2 separate regions of the Danio rerio genome follow, and region 2 is linked to region 1. A link is a contact called in public HiCAR-type data. All regions are on one chromosome and are shown on one strand. Each heading gives the region's core, a stretch centred on a gene start, on an enhancer-like site or on the middle of the called end of the contact. The rest is flanking DNA. Distances are from core to core; before and after follow the strand shown. Region 1 holds the start of tfap2c (transcription factor AP-2 gamma (activating enhancer binding protein 2 gamma)). Region 2 has its middle 210 kb from the start of tfap2c.

Region 1 (5,219 bases), core at 1,213-3,712:
TTGGGGCCTTATTGTTCCCTTATCGGGGCCTGCAAATTGAAAAGCACCTTTAGTAATTAATACATTTTAAAATACATCAATAAATCAGTTAAAATATCACGTTTTGCACCTAAATTGTTTGGGGAATTACACATTGCGTATGATAACATCTAAATTAACTGCTTTTATTTGAGTCCAAAATGCTTTTTGATACGAATTTAAGCTAAAAACAGACGAAGCCTAATGCATGCATGTTAAAATCGCTATTAAAACAAATCATCTTATTCGCATGCTATTTTCGGTCACATATTAGCATTGCATTTGAGTTTAACTAAAACTATAAGTGAGTTTTTAAAGTTACACCAAATTAGACATTTCAGATTTCACTATGCACAAATATAGGCTGAATAATAATTTGTGTTATGACAATTGTCATTGATGCATCACATTATTGCTTTGAAGTGTGTGTTTTGCTTGCGCTTTCACCAGGTTACATAAGTAGATGTTTGTCCTTAGGGGTTACAGTAGATTGTGTGAAAGATCTGACAGTAACGGAGAATCAAACCTGATGAAACTCTGCATGCAGTCAGGTCAGAGAGAATCAAACCCGCTTCATTTCACCGAGTCCGAGCCGAGGACAAACAGCCGCGGGCGATTTGACCCATAATTACATTTAATTCTCCTGCACACGGCCGACTTTAAGCGGGATTATCCTTCATTTAGGCAGTTTGCTTTCTTCTTAGCGTGCTTTCTTCCTTATTTTGATTCTTTTGCTTGCTTAAAGGAATTATAGTTATTTTTACGGATTTCAAAATGTCTAATTCGAGGACGTTTTCCGGTCTTTTTATATATTTTTTATTCTAAGTAATGCTGGGTTATTTAAATCCAAATTGGGTACAGATATGTCTTAACAAAACCGCTGAGTAACATTTAGTCCTATTATTTTAATAAAAAAAATATCCCAGGAGTTAGGTTAGTCTCTATTTCACCCAAAATTGGATTGAAATGACCCGGTATTTATTTACAGTCTGTTATCCATATTTAAAATGTATATATTACTTTGTGTTATTAATAAAAAATATTAATGTTTATAATAAATATGAAATATAAGTATTATATAATATAATTATTTATAAATTGCATTATTTTGCTATGTTGTTGCTGATCATTTTATTATTATTTTGGTTATTTTTTATTGTTGTTTTATTTATTTATTATTATTATTATTATTACCACTATTATTTTTACTAGTATTATTATTATTAGCATTATTATTATATTGTCTTTATAGTATCATATAGTATCATAAATGTTGCGTATTTATCTAATTTAAAAATATTTCTCTGTTACACTCTAAATACATTGGTGCAGTGTATGTAAGTGTAAAATTAGTGGATGTTTAATTTCTTTAACATCTTTATCTTATGCTTTTGTTTTTATAGAGTCAGACTAAAATATAATGGATTATGTTTTGCAAAAAATATCTTATCGTTTGTCTACTTTTTTTGAAATATGTAAATATTATAAAATATTATATGTCTGTCTGTCTGTCTGTCTGTCTATCCATCCATCCATCCATCCATCCATCCATCCATCCATCCATCCATCCATCCATCCATCCATCCATCCATCCATCCATCCATCCATCCGTCTGTCTGTCTGTCTGTCTGTCTGTCTGTCTGTCTGTCTGTCTCATATTTATTCAATTATTATAACATTCCGTTTTAATTTAAAGTCCTTAGTTTTATTGGCCTGCAATAGTTTGGGCTTAATTCATCACTCTTTTGCTCTAAAAATGCAGGGTTGTTTCAACTCAAACGTGCACAAACCTACCTGCACAAATCCAGCAAGGGTCATTATTGTATTGCGTCGGTCCATATTTAACCCACGTTAGCTTTTGAAACTGCTGTGTTGAGTTGACCTGAGTTCAGTATATTGTATTTAATATTCTTCAGATGAGTCACGAGACCATATAGTGTTCAATAGAAACTCCAGACGCACGCGAGCTCTGTTGCCCCGATGAAGGCAAGAGTTTACCGAACCACGTAGGCGCCGTTTTAAGCAATAGCCATGCCAATAAAGGCTTTTTATTAAGTTTTTCAAGTGCCTCAAACTTTTTTTTCCCGTTAATTCTGATGAATTCCTTACCCAAAGAGCCCTGATACATTAATTAAGCTATCCCTGAGCTCTTTTTGTATAAATTTTGCTTTAAAGATGTTTTCAGAGAGCTGTTGTCTGTGCACTCTCTGTCATTAAATGGCGAAAACATCACAACTTTTTCGTTCAGGATTAATTGGCCCTCAGAACAGACGGACGGATTTGTGATTGGTCCATCGCTCTGACAGCGACCAATCAACTCCAGCTTGTTTGCTCTGACGTCACCTCCACCCAGATTTTTAACGCCCACAAGCGGCTCGTGTGAATATAGTGTTGAGAGTCCAAAGCGAGTCAGCGAGTCGAGACTGTCCGTCAGAGGGAGTCACTGCTTCTGTCCCGCGTTTCACTTTGGATCGAGTTAGTTGTTCGTGCAATTAGTTTCGAGTCTCGATGTGCGTCAGTTTCTCTTCAGTTTTCCTCCTCCTTCAACACTGAGTTGATGCTTCACTTGTGCGCAGCGCGCGCCGGACTCTCTGGATTATTTTCTAGACCGCAAACTAACTCTTGCACAGATACACACTTCTGAGATCCAGCCTCACAGAAACAACATGTTGTGGAAATTAGCAGATAACGTCAAGTATGAAGATGACTGCGAGGTAAGAGGAACTGAGGAGGCGCGCGCTTTTTTATTTTATGCGGAGACGCGCGCATTTTGTGTGCTTATAATTTTAAAACGCGGAAATTAGATGTTTTCTATTTACAAATCGTATGCAAAGTGAGCTCTAGGGGAAGAAAAAAGTTTTCTAGAAGCAATGGTTCGCAGCTTGTATAACCATTACAATTTACGATGAAGAAAATAAGCAATAGTCTTATTTATTTTTACATTTTTAAATGCGCATTTGCACATCCAAAGACAAAATGCGTTCCTTAAAATATTATTTAACTACAACGCAAATGCATAAATCAATAAACACACTATATATATATATATATATATATATATATATATATATATATATATATATATATATATATATATATGTATATATATATATATATATATATATATATATATATGTATATATATATATATATATATATATATATATATATATATATATATATATATATATATATATATATATATAGGCTATTATCAAAATTTGTTTTGCATTTAATAATAATAAAATAGTAATCACAATGATTATAGGCTTAATAAAAATGTCAACGCAATTTCATTTCAGACGCAGTTATTGCACGTTTTGTCAATGCACATTTTTTGTTGGCCTGTATTTAAACTTACACTCTTTAAAAAGTGCTAAGTTGTCCCAACATTGGGTCAAGCAGCTATGGACAAACTCACATTTCAATTAAATTGACATTATGCTTTTTTACGCAGCAGTTGTACATATTTGACCCAGCGTTGAGTTACATTAACCCTGCTTTATTTAAGAGTCGCATCATTGTCCACTCACCGTTGTTTTCGATATCTGTTTTCAGGATGAATATGAGTGAAAACCTCGAAGACTAATTCCCGCGGTCGCCTAAGCTGTCTAGAAATGTCGCGTCGCTCTTTGTCATTCATGTGATTCTGGTGACAGTAAACTATCCGAGCAACTTGGCCTGACAATAGAAGTCATGAATGCACAAGAGCCGAACACCGACTCAAAAGACGAGCACCTCTGTTGATGTTTCAGTCATCTGAATGAGAAAGAGAACAAAAGACTTTGTAAAAATGTTTGGATAGGTAAAACTACACGTTGCATGTGATAACATCGAATTAACCGCGTTGATTTGAGTCAAATCTGCGATTTGATCAATAAACTTACAGTTTAAGGATGAAATTAATTAAGTAGCCTAATGCATGTTTTAATTATTTAAATAGAAAAAAATGCATATAAATTAAAGCAAGCAATGGTTTAATTCAGCCTTGCATACGTTATTATTGCAGGTATTTATTTATATACCTGTATTTATGACAAAGTGCGAGACAAAAGTGTTCAGGAATATAAAAGTGATTTAAAAACAGTTTTAAGAAGTTTTTGGTTTATTTAGATTTGAAAATATTGTTTTTGTTATTTTTATTAATCCAGATATGCATTTGTCAGTGTATTCATTTAATCACACAACCAAAAATCATTGCAGTTAATACAAAAATCCATAATTATATAAAAATATATATATTAAAAATTCCTTTATATTTACAATTATACAGATGCTTTAATCTAAAGCAATTTGAGTATAAAAGCTCTCAAATCACTAGAGAGGTGCAATATAGATGCAGTGTATATAGTATATTTGCTGAAAAACTACTTGTTTAAAAGGAGCCGAAACGACACAATTCTTAAGGGTTTTTGGGGACAACTTAATTGTTTTAAGTTTAATCCTCTTAAATTTGTAAAATCGATTTGTGTCAGGACAACATGGAGGAATTGTGTGTATAACCCAGACTTTTTTTTACAGTGTATATATAGATGCAGTGTATATAACATATGTTGCACTCGCTCAAAATAAGACTTTTAAAACTACAAGTTATTTAAAATGAACTGAAACAACACAATTCTTGAGGGTTTATTTCTTTTGCAACAACTTAATTATTTAAGTATCAAGTATTTATAAGTATGTAAGTTCAATCCACTGCATTTTCTAAAAACTTCAATTAGGTTAACTTGAATTCCTTCATGTTGTCCACAAATCAAACCCAGGATTTATTTTACAGTGCAGTATATTTTGCATTCACGATGTTCAACTCTTGAGTTTATTTCGGCCAACTTAATTGTTTTAAGTTCCATCCACCTAAATTAGTCCTTAAAACCTGTAATAAGTGTGTGGAAGCCAGCATTGTTTTCCAGTGTTGTGTATTTTACATTTACTTTCATTCACTTGCTGTTTGTTCAAACTACTTATTTAAAATGATTTGAAACAACACAATACTTGAGTTTCTTTGGCACAACTTAATGGATTTAAGTTCAATCCACTGCAATTTCTAAAAACGAATAAGTTAACTTGAAGTGTTGTCCACAAATATGAACACAAATCAATTTTATGGAAGCCAGCATTTTTTACAGTGTATATTTTGCATTCAAAATTCACAATGCTTGAGATTATTTTAGCCAACTTAATAGTTTTAAGTTTAATTCACC
Region 2 (5,219 bases), core at 1,284-3,783, 210 kb after region 1:
TAACCAATAGTGTTTTCAAAAGCACCCATTGACATGTCCACAACACTTCCCTTAACCCAACTGAGTGTTTTCAAAAGCACAGATTGACGTCTCCACAACACTCCCCTTGATCCAACTGATAGTGTTTCCAAAAGCACCGATTGACGTGTCCATGACACTCCCCTTAACCCAACCCACAGTGTTTTTAAAAGCACAGATTGACGTGTCCACAACACTCCCCTTAACCCAACCGATAGTGTTTTCAAAAGCACTGATTGACATGTCCACAACACTTCCCTTAACCCAACCGACAGTGTTTTCAAAAGCACAGATTGACGTGTCCACAACACTCCCCTTAACCCAACCGATAGTGTTTTCAAAAGCACCGATTGACGTGTCCACAACACTCCCCTTAACCCAACCGATAGTGTTTTCAAAAGCACCGATTGACGTGTCCACAACACTCTCCTTAACCCAACTGATAGTGTTTTCAAAAGCACCGATTGACGTGTCCACAACACTCCCCTTAACCCAACCGATAGTGTTTTCAAAAGCACTGATTGACATGTCCACAACACTTCCCTTAACCCAACCGACAGTGTTTTCAAAAGCACAGATCGACGTGTCCACAACACTCCCCTTAACCCAACCGATAGTGTTTTCAAAAGCACCGATTGACATGTCCACAACACTCCCCTTAACCCAACCGATAGTGTTTTCAAAAGCACCGATTGACGTGTCCACAACACTCCCCTTAACCCAACCGATAGTGTTTTCAAAAGCACCGATTGACATGTCCACAACACTCCCCTTAACCTAGGGGTGTCAAACTCAATTCCTGAAGGGCCGAAGCCCTGCACAGTTTAGTTCCAACCCTGCTCCAACACACTTACCTGTAGGTTTCAAACAAGCCTGAAGGACTCAATTAGTTTGATCAGGTGTGCTTAATTAGGGTTGGAACTAAACTGTGCAGGGCTGTGGCCCTTTTGGAACTGAGTTTGACACCTGTGCCTTAACCCAACTGATAGTGTTTTCAAAAGCACAGATTGACGTGTCCACAACACTCCCCTTAACCCAACCGATAGTGTTTGCAAAAGCACTGATTGACGTGTCCACGACACTCCCCTTAACCCAACTGACAGTGTTTTCAAAAGCACAGATCAACCCGCCCACGACACTTCCCTAAACCCAACCCATAGTGTTTTCAAAAGCACTGATTGACGTGTCCACCCCCCTCCCCAAATCCCAACCAATAGTGTTTTTAAAAGCACCCATTGAGCCACCCAAAACACTTCCCTAATCCCAACCCATAATGTTTTCAAAAGCACCGATTAACGTGCCCACACCTAACCCTACACCATGACATCACTAGCTCCATTGAGTGCATTGTGTCTGACATTGCATCTCTGAGAAATGCGATCTCAGTCTGCATCATCATGGCTGCATCCATATAGTATTGCTTTTTGGCTTAGCTTTTGTTGCGTTTTGTACAAAATGCACTTATATTAGTGGCTTTGCCACATTTGCATGGTATTTTGAATGCGAATGGCACTTTATTTAAAGGAAAATTAATAGTGTGACTTGTGATGGATATCATGGATGTTTATAAAATACAAGTTATGTAATATCAACTGTTCCGGACCTTTGACATTAATAAAATTTTAATGGGGACCTAGACATTGAGAACCCCTGTGTAGAGAGACATTCATTCATTAATTTTCGGCTAAGTTCCCTTATTAATCAGGGGTCTCCACAGCGGAATGAACCGCCAACTTATTCTGCATATGTTTCACGCAACCCAAAACTAGGAAACACCCATACACACTCTTTCACACACACTATGGCTTATTTAGCTTATTCAATTTACCTATACCGTGTCTTTGGACTCTTGTGGAAACTGGAGCACCAGGAGGAAACCCATGCCAACACGGAGAAAACAAGCAAACTCCACACAGAAATGCAAACTGACCCAGCCGGGGTTTGAACCAGTGACCACCGTGACGCCCTATAGAAATAAATAAGCTTAATATTAAACAGTACTTGTTAGTTATAATTATACCAACTCAAATGCTTATTTAAAGCTGTACAGTTTATAAATAATTAGCGATTTTTGAGGGTGTACACAGAACATTCATAATTGTGTGAAAGGTTTAAAACATTCAATGTCGGAAAAAACGTTCAGAGCTCAAGTCTTTAAAGGTTTCTGAGGCAAAAGACCCTCGTTAACTAATTAAAAAGGAATTAAAACCTTCACAAATATGTCAGATCGACTAATAGTTTCCTGAGTCTGTCCTGATCACAGGTTTGAACAGATCAGCGGTGAGCAGAACCTCAGGCTCTTCACACTGATCGTCCTCACACACACACACACACACACACACACACACACACACACACACACACACACACACACACACACACACACACACACACACACACACACACACACACACACACACACACACACACACACACACACACACACACTCCACCTAAACAACACTGAGAGAGATTTATTATTATCTACAGATCAACACAGTGTGCACACGCAGGCCAGGTTAGCAGGATGAAACGAATGCGTTTAAATGTGCTACTGTACTAAATCTCTGGCGTGGAGTTGATGAGAGATGAGCAAAACATTGATTTCAAACATACAAATCCGCCTAATAACAACTCACAATTGCCTAATACAAATACAGAACATGAACTGTTAAAATCGTAGATATTTTTAAATAATTTTATTGGGTAGATCTCATTTTATAAACAGATTCAGGAATGTTGCCATTCGTTTTATTATCTAAGGGGGAAAAAGAGGCATATTCGGAAAAACCAACATAAAAACAGCATTTTAGCATTGTCAAAAGGGTTTATGTTCATTTTGTGGATTAAAAACTATTGTAAAATGTGACTTTAAACTAAAATGGTGTAAAATATGGTGTATATTGATATGGAATTATTTCCACGCGCTTACTATCACGACATGATGCTTCTGGAGGCAGTTTGGTTTTTAAACGTTAGTTTTGGGCTCCATCTAGTGGCCAGTGGCTGTCTGTAGTTCAACTATTCATTTATTTATCGTCTGTTATATTTTTTATTTTCTATTTTTGTTTTCCCCAAAATTGTCCTAAAACAAGAATGTGTGCTGTTCAAAAGTTTTTGGACAACTTTAATGAAAGGTGATGATCCACTTCAAATATGTACATACAGTTTAATTCAGAAATATTAGCCCCCTTTATTTTTTTGTTCTTTTTTAAATATTTTCCAAATTATGTTTAACAGAGCAAGGGAATTTTCACAATATGTCTGATAATATTTTTTTCTTCTAGAGAAAGTCTTATTTTTTTTTTTTCCGGCTAGAATAAAAGCATTTTTTTCAATTTTTTAAACACCATTTTAAGGTCAATATTATTAGCCCTTAAGCTATATATTTTTTCGAAAGTCTACAGAACAAACCATTATTATACAATAACTTGCCTAATTACCCTAACCTGCCTAGTTAACCTAATTAACCTAGTTAAGCCTTTAAATGTCCCTTTAAGCTGTATCGAAGTGTCTTAAAAAATAGATAGTAAAATATTACTTACTGTCATCATGGCAAAGATAAAATAAATCAGCTAATAGAAATGAGTTATAAAACAGAAATTGAGGGGGGAAATAAACAGGAGGGCTAATAATTCAGGGGCGCTAATAATTCTGACTTTATACTGGTCAAAGTTTGTGGTCTGTATGATTTTAAACGTTTAAAAAAAAGCTTATCCTGCTCACCAAGGCTGCATTTATTTAATCACAAATACAGTACAAATTGTAAAACTGAAATATTATTGCACTATGAAATACTGTAACTGTTCAAAAGTAGTTTATCGTTTAATTTAATAATTTATTTCAGTGGTTTTAAAGATGAATTTTCAGCTAAATTACAGCAGTCTTCAGAGTCACATAATCCTTCAGAAATCACTCTAATAATAATGATAAATATTACTACTATTAATAATATTACTATTTTATATTATTAATTGTAATAGTAATAAAAGCAATAATGACTGAAGTAATCATTTCATTTGAAACGACATACAATACGAAAGCAGCTATTTAAAAGTTTAATAAATATATATAATTTTTCTTGAAACATTCTTTTTTTTACATTTAATAAATGCTGCTTTGATGAACAGAATAATTTTCTTTAAAAAATAAAAAACAGGAAAAAAAAACACTGACCCCAAACTTTTGTATATATAAATATGTGTATGTTTTATATTTAGGAATATGTGCTATTTAATAGTTTTAAGACAACTTTGATGAAGGTGATCACTTAAAATGTTGACTACTCTATAAAGCAATATATATTCTTGTTTTTTAATGGGTTCCTTCTTTTTATATTAACACAAATTTTTAAGTGGATCAAAGTATTGACCAACATTGAGTAATTTAAGCATTGAGCATACAGTCCTCCGCATATATGTGTACATCCCTCACAGATCTCTTTTTTAAATTCACATTTTTAATATTAAGCTATACAGCATTATAGTTATGCATATACTTTACATTAGATTAGTCAGTGCTGAAGCCAAATCTGGAGCTAATCTAACAAAATAACTTACGATAATGGCCAAAAAACTTGTACAGCCAAATGTATATATTATAGAAACATATGAAATACAAATTTAAAAAGAGGAAAAATCAAAAGAAGCAAAACAATGAAAACATTTAGTTGAATTTTTTTTAGTTTGTTTTTTGCAATATTTTGCTTGAATTTAATTGAATATCTTTCAATTTCCAAATATGTTTGATTAAACTATTATTTTAATAAATACATCTGTTTAATTAATCTGTTTTGTTTAAATGCACCAAAATACACTTAATATAGATTCACTGAGAAATGGAGAAAAATATTCATTTTCAAAATAGAGTGTACTTAATTATGAACACTGAATATGTAACGCAGGCCAGCTAGTAAGTGCTGTGCTGGTACACCTCACTCCTCTGAACTGCTCTAGCCACAAACATTAAAGGCTATGGTCTTAAGCCTCCTTGTTAGAGCAACCGACTCCCATGCGGAAGGCCGCCGGTTCGATACCAGCTAGGGATGGGTGGTGTATGACCGACAGGGTTTCATATATATGCCTTTATTTACATAAAATGTAACTTATTTGTCATGATTTTTATTTTTAAATCTTTTTTTTTTTTTTTTTTTTGAGGGCGAGTATTTTTTGAAAAGTAATTCTGTCAGTAGACATAACACA

The links. HiCAR-type assays count read pairs that join an accessible place to other places.
Region 2: a contact with region 1 is called in a HiCAR-type map of caudal fin, with 6 times the contacts expected there. The contact joins the enhancer-like site here to the promoter of tfap2c in region 1. A contact is called at or near these places in 6 of 18 Hi-C or Micro-C datasets (caudal fin, embryo, hematopoietic stem cells and 1 more) and 2 of 4 datasets of contacts at active chromatin or transcription factors (caudal fin and gastrula embryo).

Annotation. Positions count from the first base shown.
Region 1 is chr6:58,841,194-58,846,412 of GRCz12tu, forward strand. It overlaps tfap2c (transcription factor AP-2 gamma (activating enhancer binding protein 2 gamma)), which reads left to right and starts at 2,463. Exons shown (of 7, transcript NM_001008576.2): 1 at 2,463-2,732. The coding sequence starts at 2,685.
Region 2 is chr6:59,053,343-59,058,561 of GRCz12tu, forward strand. No RefSeq gene overlaps it. Among named protein-coding and RNA genes, the nearest start is that of tfap2c, 210 kb to the left of the region's middle. Within about 2 kb of position 2,534, at least 4 of the 62 cell types and tissues checked have an H3K27ac peak or open chromatin away from gene starts, as enhancers often do. A contact at or near this core is called in caudal fin, where this site is marked.